Linked DNA regions of Mus musculus: regions 1 and 2 are each linked to region 3. The links are chromatin contacts, called in public HiChIP or PLAC-seq maps. All regions are on one chromosome and are shown on one strand. The core of a region is the stretch at or near the end of the contact, and the rest is flanking DNA. Distances in the headings are between cores, read along the strand shown.

What was found. HiChIP or PLAC-seq counts read pairs in DNA pulled down with a chosen protein or histone mark.
Region 1: a contact with region 3 is called in an H3K27ac HiChIP or PLAC-seq map of microglia, with 6 times the contacts expected there. The contact joins the promoter of Ranbp3l here to the promoter of Nipbl in region 3. A contact is called at or near these places in 7 of 39 promoter capture datasets (the 3T3-L1 cell line, 3T3-L1-derived adipocytes, cranial neural crest and 3 more), 1 of 15 datasets of contacts at CTCF or cohesin (the NIH/3T3 cell line) and 2 of 115 datasets of contacts at active chromatin or transcription factors (microglia and pancreatic cancer cells).
Region 2: an H3K4me3 HiChIP or PLAC-seq map of bone marrow-derived macrophages shows a contact between it and region 3, with 3 times the contacts expected there. The contact joins the enhancer-like site here to the promoter of Nipbl in region 3. A contact is called at or near these places in 3 of 39 promoter capture datasets (the 3T3-L1 cell line, hippocampal neurons and second pharyngeal arch cranial neural crest), 7 of 484 Hi-C or Micro-C datasets (CD8 T cells, the N1E-115 cell line, Sertoli cells and 3 more) and 3 of 115 datasets of contacts at active chromatin or transcription factors (bone marrow-derived macrophages, extraembryonic endoderm stem cells and forebrain).

The regions. Positions count from the first base shown.
Region 1 is chr15:8,966,616-8,969,315 of GRCm38.p6, reverse strand. It overlaps Ranbp3l (RAN binding protein 3-like), which reads right to left and starts at 1,367. Exons shown (of 14, transcript NM_198024.2): 1 at 800-1,367. The coding sequence starts at 890.
Region 2 is chr15:9,121,786-9,124,485 of GRCm38.p6, reverse strand. It overlaps Skp2 (S-phase kinase-associated protein 2), which reads left to right. Exons shown (of 10, transcript NM_013787.3): 5 at 482-616; 6 at 2,151-2,249. Among named protein-coding and RNA genes, the nearest start is that of Skp2, 17 kb to the left of the region's middle. Within about 2 kb of position 1,290, at least 19 of the 459 cell types and tissues checked have an H3K27ac peak or open chromatin away from gene starts, as enhancers often do. A contact at or near this core is called in bone marrow-derived macrophages, where this site is marked.
Region 3 is chr15:8,443,032-8,445,763 of GRCm38.p6, reverse strand. It overlaps Nipbl (NIPBL cohesin loading factor), which reads left to right and starts at 1,301. Exons shown (of 47, transcript NM_027707.3): 1 at 1,301-1,639. It overlaps LOC102634078, which reads right to left. Exons shown (of 3, transcript XM_017316813.1): 2 at 1,800-2,049; 3 at 1-1,701. The coding sequence ends at 473.

The DNA of each region.
Region 1 (2,700 bases), core at 118-2,617, 520 kb before region 3:
AGCAGCTACCCACCAGGAGAGTGAAATCCAAAGCCAAGTATACACAGAAATAAATGAGGCTCTTATGCACTGTATATCCTAGATCCATGACAGGCTGCAAGGAGTTAGATGCGTTTGGAAAGTTCTTAGCCTGGGGGAGGGGCAGGGTGATGCTGGTGTCATCAGCTCACAGCCTTTCCCACTAGTGTCTTCTGTTGTCCTTATCAAGGGGATAGAGTAGTAGTTGGTCTATTTGTATCAATCGTCTGGCTGAGTAGTCAATCTGAAATGCTTTTAAAGATTATTCATGGAAAGCCTGGTGAGGTGTGGCGTTTAGGTGTCCATCAAGTCAAATGCCACACTGTCTGTTCCAGATCTCTTTGGACTCTAAAATGAGTGCCAAAATATGCATTTTCCACAACTGAATGAGTCAGAGGTCTTCACAAAGTTAGATGTAAGCAAAGCCCCTACTAGTAGTAGGACATGAGGTTAGCGCCAGGCTAACAAAGCTGCTCTTGGCTAAATTTCCTCAATAGCCCAGTCAGCCTTGCCCCATGGGTGTTTTCAATTATACACACCCTAGCACACTCTACACAACTGGCAGTGTCTAGTTTGAGTACCTGTTTCCAAGGAATATGTATTCTCAAAAGTCTTTCAAGAAATGATAATCCTTTAAATCAACAGCGAGGCCACGGGAACCTACTGTCCAGCCTATTATTCTTCCTCTCAGAGGGTGCAAGCTCTTCACCAGCCCACCCTTCCCCAGACATACAAAAGGTCAGAAAGTCACAGAGCGCAGGACTTTGCTCTCTAGACCCACCTTGCTGTTGCCGATCCTCCTGCACCTGCAGCTGACGCGTGCACGAACTGGTGAACAGGTGGCTGTCGTCTTTCCTTTGTGTTGTAGACATGGTACCAACGATCTGGCTGTGACTCGGGGACCACTAGCGCAGTTTGTCTTAGCCAGACATCAAAAACTGTCTTCAGAAGTTACTTGGAAAGAACACAGAGGCACGCGCAGATCTCGCCTCGCATGTAAAACATTTACTCCTCGAAAAGCATGCCAGGGTTTCTACTGGTCAAGAATTCTGCAGTAAATATTTACCAGTATCGCACCTCCTGCCTACAAAGATGCCAGCTTATTTGGCTGGAAACACGACTTAACTCTTAGTTTATTTTAAAGCGCCCTGGACCTTTCCCCTTTTAGAATGTTCAAAAAGAAACGACGTCTCTCGGTGAAACTAGCTCTCTCGTTCAATTTTAGCCGTTTTCAGTTCCTTCTCTGCTGTAAAGTCCAGTCCCTCTAGTGTAGAGAGGACTGCTAGAGAAACAAGCAAAGGGGGAAAGCGCTGCAGGATTAAATCTGCCTGGTTGGAGTTCGCCCCTGTGACAGTTGGATGTGTACAGTTCTTAAGGGAGGCTGGAGGGGAGGAGACTGGGCTAGCTGATTAGCATAGAGAGGCAGGCAAGAAATAGCATTCTTATTGTTTTAACGGAGTGACCAAAGCAGGGATGGTAAAGATGTCCGGACAGCACAGCAATTAACCACCTTGCTTCTGCTGCGTTGTCATTAAAGCCCAAGCCCAAAGCAGGGCTTGGGCAGTGCAGTTATTCTCAGGCACAAGCGAAATGGAAAAGATCCAGCTGGATCTGGTCAGGAGCGCATGGAAATGTACTGCTGGGACTCTCGGACTCTGTAAACAGCTCCGAGGCTCCAGGAGAGGAGCACAAAACACTACCCGGAAACATTAGCTTTGCTTCCCAGCACAGTCTCGACCACTGCTGCCTCTGGGTTGTAAGACAAGGCAGCTTGTGAGGTTTCTTGTGCTTGCCGGTCCATCACTGTTGGAAAGCAAACCCTAAACTCCTTAGACTCAGTGAAGTCATAATGAATATCATAGGTCCTGCCTTGCAGCGTGACTCTGAGCGAGACGCTCTGCTTGAATTTGGAAACTGATATAAAACACCCTAATAAGGTTGCCTCCTTATGATATCTAGAAGGCAGGGAGATGTGTCTCTTCTTGTTTTCTTCTTTCATCCTAAGGCAATTGACAATTTCCCAAGCATATTTTCATTTCTGAAAACACATGAAATGCATATATCACTTCACCTTTGTAATTCTTGTGACTAATTCAAATGAATTTTTTGTATTATATTTTGGGTTTTATTTGATAAAGCTGGCATAAAGATGTAGACTTGAAGAAGTGGATTCCTGGGCACAATCTGAGATATAAAGTTAAGTATGAAATCTACACTCTCACACCCATATGTTTGTGTGTGCATACCCAGGCATACACTCACACCTGAGACAATGCACACAGTCACACATGTATCCAAACCCAAATGTGTGTGCACAAACGCACACACATGCACACCCACGCACATGTGTTTCTTAATTCTCTGTTCCAGACAAAGGAGCAAAGCCTTTGTACACAAAGCTGGTGTTTGCCTTCATTGATGGACTCCAGCTTTTCTGTAGGTCTGTCACAAGTGCTACCATGTTAGAGACTAGGGCTGATGCTTGGGGACCCTTAGGGTTCTGCTTGGGGTTACACTATGGAGTCCTCGGCAGTGGCTGTATAATTTGCAGCAGGGATGCACCTGAGTTAATGCCCTGAGCTTTGAGTTACACTTATAACTGCTTTTTTAGGGTTAAGCGTTGTAGGCTCCAGTGGAGTGAATCCAGCCTGGCCGAGTCTTCCTTGTGACAGGACAGAATAA
Region 2 (2,700 bases), core at 41-2,540, 680 kb before region 3:
ATCTGAACTTGAGTACTTTGATATTAGCATATCTAGTACTTTGATATTAGCATATCTAAAGCTAAACACTAGGCCTCCCATTAAAACTGGTTCATCTACTGTCCTCCTCCTCTTAGTAAACATGGTTGTTGCTCAGGTGCTCAACCTCAACCCGGACCAGCAGCCAGGAGTCATCATAGGCTTACCACACGCCCTGGGCACGTGTGGCTAGCTCATCTCCTAATAGCCACCTTTTAATTTTAGGAGTGCGACCGTGTTGGCAGTAACATCCATCCGTGCTTGGGAAATCTTGAGTTTTAAAAATGATTGAGGATAGGAGTTAGCTAGAAGCAATTTGTTTTCTGCTCAGCTCTTTCTCCAGTATTTAAAAGGGGTATTTATTTGTGCTCGGCTGTCATGTGCGGACAGGAAGGAGTCTGATGGAATCTGAGTGTACTTGTGTGAGTCACCTCACAGGGCCTCTTTTCTCTCGTATATACAGCTCTTTCCGGGTACAGCACATGGACCTGTCGAACTCAGTGATAAATGTGTCGAACCTCCATAAGATTCTGTCCGAGTGCTCCAAGCTGCAGAATCTAAGCCTGGAAGGCCTGCAGCTCTCAGACCCCATTGTCAAGTGAGTGACACCTGAAGTATGTCGTGAACACAGTCGCTTTGTGTGGCAGCGTTTCTTGTATATGACCACAGTGTCCTTGTGTACGTGTCCAGAAGGACAAACCAAATAACCAGAACTGTCTAAGATATTCAAGACAGCAGACACTTGAATGCTGACCATATGCCAGAACCTACTCTAGGTGTGAGAGAGAAAAGGGGTCAACAGTATGTGGTCTGCGCCTCCTTCATGGGTGAGGCAGATAACTACAGGGCAGAGTGTTGGTTAAATGCATTGCTGGCTATGTGGCAACATTCCGGGGGAACTGATTGAATGCAAGAAGGCAGGCTTCTCAGAGTACTGACTTGCAGGCTGGCCACTGACGATATTCAGGTAGGAGATCTCCAAAGCGATAGGACAGTAGAAGCAGCCTCAGGACAACTGCTGCTGTTCTGAATGCCTCACTAGCTGCTAGTAGCTGGAGCCTACACATCAGGGAGATGAGGAGGATCATGGCTATAGAATAATGGCTTTCTGTGGAGCCTCTGGTAGTTTGCAAAGAGGCCATGAAGCATGGTGCATCATGATTCTGGGAATGGAAGGACCATGTCAGATTGCAATGTACTTAATTAATTTGCTAGTTCCGTGCATGTGAGAACATTGCACTAGTCAGATGAGAAAAGAGGAAGCCTGATAGGAAAACCGGAACAAGAGTGAGAGCCATGCCAACCTAAGCATAATTCTGAGAGCAAGCTGTAAGTTCTCGACCTTTCCCACTATGTGAAAACTGAGGCACAGAAAGGCCAGATCGATTGTCCAAGTTCACACAGTGAATCAAACCAAACCAAGAATTAACTCCAGAACAATAGCTCATCACCACTAAGGGTCCCTAAGAGGAGAGGGTGAGCCTTTTAACATAAGAGATATATATACTCACTGGTGTTTCTTGTACATTTATGCTGCAAGTTCTTTGCAAATCCCTCAGTACAATGTGTCATTTAACCTTCTTCCCAACCCCAGCAAGAAGATGCTCTCGCCAGTTTGCAGATGTGTAGCCAAAGCAAGCCACTCAGCTGTGACTAGTGAAATATAGATCTTTTTTAAAGATTTATTTATTTATTTTTATGTATATGAGTGCACACTGTAGCTGTACAGATGGTTGTGAGCCTTCATCTGGCTGTTGGGAATTGAATTTAGGACCTCTGCTCATTCCAGCCACCCCGCCACCCTACCCCACAACCCCTGCTTGCCCAGTCCCTGTTGGCTCTGGCCCAAAGATTGATTTATTGCTATATGTAAGTACACTGTAGCTGTCTTTTGACACACCAGAAGAGGGTGTCAGATCTCATTATGGGTGGTTGTGAGCTACTATGTTGTTGCTGGGATTTGAACTCAGGACCTTCAGTAGAGCAGTCAGTGCTCTTATCCACTGAGCCATCTCACCAGCCTGAAATATAGATTTTGAAGCCCATTTCTGACTACAGTTGCACACACACAGGCACACACACCAGGACTCGCCATTGATGCAATGCATTCTTCCGGCATTTCTCTTTTCTAGGACTCTTGCACAGAATGAAAACTTGGTGCGACTAAACCTTTGTGGGTGCTCTGGGTTTTCTGAATCTGCCGTGGCGACTCTGCTAAGCAGCTGCTCCAGGTAGGAAAGCTCTGAGCTGTCACAGTGAAGCTTTGCCTCTGGGTGTCTGGATGGAGTGGCTCCACATTCTTGACTTGAGCAGTGTGGTGTCTTTGCCACTCCAACTTTCAGGCTAAGCTCAGTTTGTGGGGGTGGGGGGGGGGGGGAGGTGTTACCGTTTGTAACTATGTCTCCTTAGTGATCACTAGACGTTGACTTTGAAACTCTCTTGAGGCTCTCCTAGCAGGAGAGAATGGGGAGAAAGGCATTGTTAGAGCATCCTCTGTGGGTTTTAGAGGGCATTTGTGTTGATAGCCGTCTGTGCTAACAACAATGTAGCTTTGAGGAAGAGACATTGGAGCTACAGTTTCCAACCTGCATTCTCAAACGGAGGCTGGGGCCTTTGCCCAGATGACCGGGGACCTTTCAGTGTGTAGGAGTTCAGAGAAAGAAATGCCTTTTCAAATGAACA
Region 3 (2,732 bases), core at 52-2,551:
CTTACAATTTATACAAAAACAAACAAACAAACAAGCAAGCAAACAGAAAACTGTGTGGCGATGAAATGCCCTCCGGTTTTACAGTAAGACACTACCATCGGGTACGGTACTGTATTCGTATTCACATTTTGTACTCCAGCCTTGTCCAGAGCCTCTGAGTTTTCAACATACAGAGGAAAACGATGTTTTGAAGTGCGCCGGTGCCGGGGCTCCGGTGCCCGGCGTCAGGATGGCCTGGGCTCCACCCACACCTAGATCGCAGCGCCAGAGCGACCGGCTCCTTGCTTGCACAGCGTCGCCTACAGGCCTTATCCCGACTACCAGGGAGGCAATCAAAACCACCGCCAAAAAGGAAAAAAAAAAAAAAAAAAAAAAAAAAAAGAGGCAAGTCCAGCAGCCCTCTCGTATTTCCAGAAATTAATGCACCACCACCACCACGATCACGATTCCAACTCAGCCAGGCTGGGAGTCTTCACCTCCGAGGACTGTGTTCTTCGCAGAAAATAACCCAGACAGACATAGGATCCGGCCGCTCCCGGGACGATCCATCCATCACGGCTGCGGGAACAGCGTTTGAAAGGTCGGCATCCAACCCGCCGGCAGCGGGAGCTCGGCTTCCCCCCGGGGCCCGGGGCCGGCCAGTCAGGGAGAGCAGCGCGGCCTCGGCTGGCCGCCTTCTCCGGGATTGAGGGTGGGGGGCTATGAGGCCCGGAGCGCCTGAGAAGAGGGAGATCCCGGCCTCACGCCACCACAGCGGACCAGCGCCCGGCTGCTGTCGCCTCGAGGGGGACCAAAAGGAAAAAAAAAAAAAAAAAATCAAGCCGGTCACCCGAGCAACGGCGTAGACGCCGTCTTGCAGAAGCGACCCCACGGGCAGCATCCACGGCCGTCCGTTGCACAGGACAAGGGCACGGAGCAGAACCGCCGCTGCTGCTCCCGCTGCCTCCGCCGCTGTCGCCGCCGCCGCCGCGCCTCCGGAGCCCGCGGGAGCCGGCGCGCTGAGGCAGAGCTGCGAGCCCGAGTGGCGGCGGCGGCGGTGGCGGCGGCGGAAGTGGAGTAGGGAAGAGGGGGTGGTTGTTAGTGTTTGGCGCCGGCGGAGGGAGTCATTCCTGCAGCTGCACTTCCGGTCGGCATTTTGTTCTGAGAGGGAGAGACGGAACGAGAGAGAGAGACACACACACACATACACACACACATACACACACACACACACACATACACACACACACACACACACACTGGGCTCCTTCCCCCCCGCCCGCCCTCCCGTCCCTCCCTCCCTCCGTCGGTACCGACTCACCCGACACCAGCAAAGCCGCCAGGGAGGGACGCCCCCGCCGCCAGGAGGATTGGTTCCCGGGCCCGCGGCGATGCCCCCCCGGTAGCTCGGGGCCCCCGGCCGGGTGTTTGTGTGAGTGTTTCTATGTGGGAGAAGGAGGAGGAGGACGAAGAAGAAGCCGCGATTTGTCTTCTCGGCTGCTCTCCCCCCGGCTCTACATGTTCCCCGCACTGAGGAGACGGAAGAGGAGCCGTAGCCACCCCCCCTCCCGGCCCGGATTATAGTCTCGCTCTCTCGCTCTCTCTCTCTTGCCACCGCGGCCTCGGCCTCCGCTTCGGATTCAGACGCCGATTCGCCCAGGTAAATTCCTGCTCTTTTATTTCGGCGGCGGCGGTGGCGGCGGTGGCGCCGGCGCCAGGTCCCTCAGCGTTTCTCCTCCTCGCTCCCCTCCCCGCCGTTTCCTCAGCGGCCCCGGGTCTCTTCCACGGGGCGAGTCGAGAGAGTGAGTTCGCTCGCTCGCTCCTCTCCGGCGGCAGCCACCCTGGGTGGCGGCGGCGGCGGCGGTGGCGGCGGGGTTCGTAGCCTCTCCCGGCCGGCTTCGGTGACGGGGAACCGGGCTCCCTGCCGGGCGGCCGGGGAGGCGTAGGCCCGGCGGAGAGTGCAGGCCGCGGGCCAGCGGAATCTACTTGAGCTCGGGGATTAGGAGAGCTCCGGGCTGAGCGGAGCGACTGCTGGTCGGTGACAGGCCTCGCCCGGGAGAGGAGCCGTAGCTAGTGAGGAGGCGGAAACAATACAACTATCAGCAAATGTGCCCCGATCGTCCCCCATATTTACAACTTTCCCGGTCCGGGAGTGGGGAACGTCCCAGTGAAACAAACAACCCCCCTTCTTCCCCCTGTGACCCCATGAAGGGAGGAAGTAGTTTCAGTTAGTGAAACAAATGTAAATACTCAGACACGGCTACAGTGGTAATTCTCTGCCAAACTTGTTTGGACGTTTTGGAAAGTTAATAAAGACTGGTTTCCTTTGTAAAAGGATCAAACCGTCCACATGTATATTTAATCTAGAAAACCCTAGCGTTGTGCACACTGCACATCCCCGCCCAGGAGCTTTTATGTTGTTTGACAGAGTGTGTTGCACATGGACTTTTTATTCAAAGACCAAGTAGAAAGAACTTGACAGGTTTACTCCGACACTTTGTATTTGTATCTGTTATGTAAGGATAATTTTAAATGACTACATAAAACTCTCTGGATACTTTTTAGCCTAAACGGGTGCAAGAATACAAAGAATTCTAAGTGTTTTTGAGCGTACATGGAGATAAGGATGAAACCTATTTTCTTTCAAAGGATAGAAGTTAAGTTGCACTTAGAATCTTTGGGAGGTTTAAAACACACATACATATACACACATAGAAGGTGCCATCCTTTCTTGTCAGGGCAGATCTTAGTGA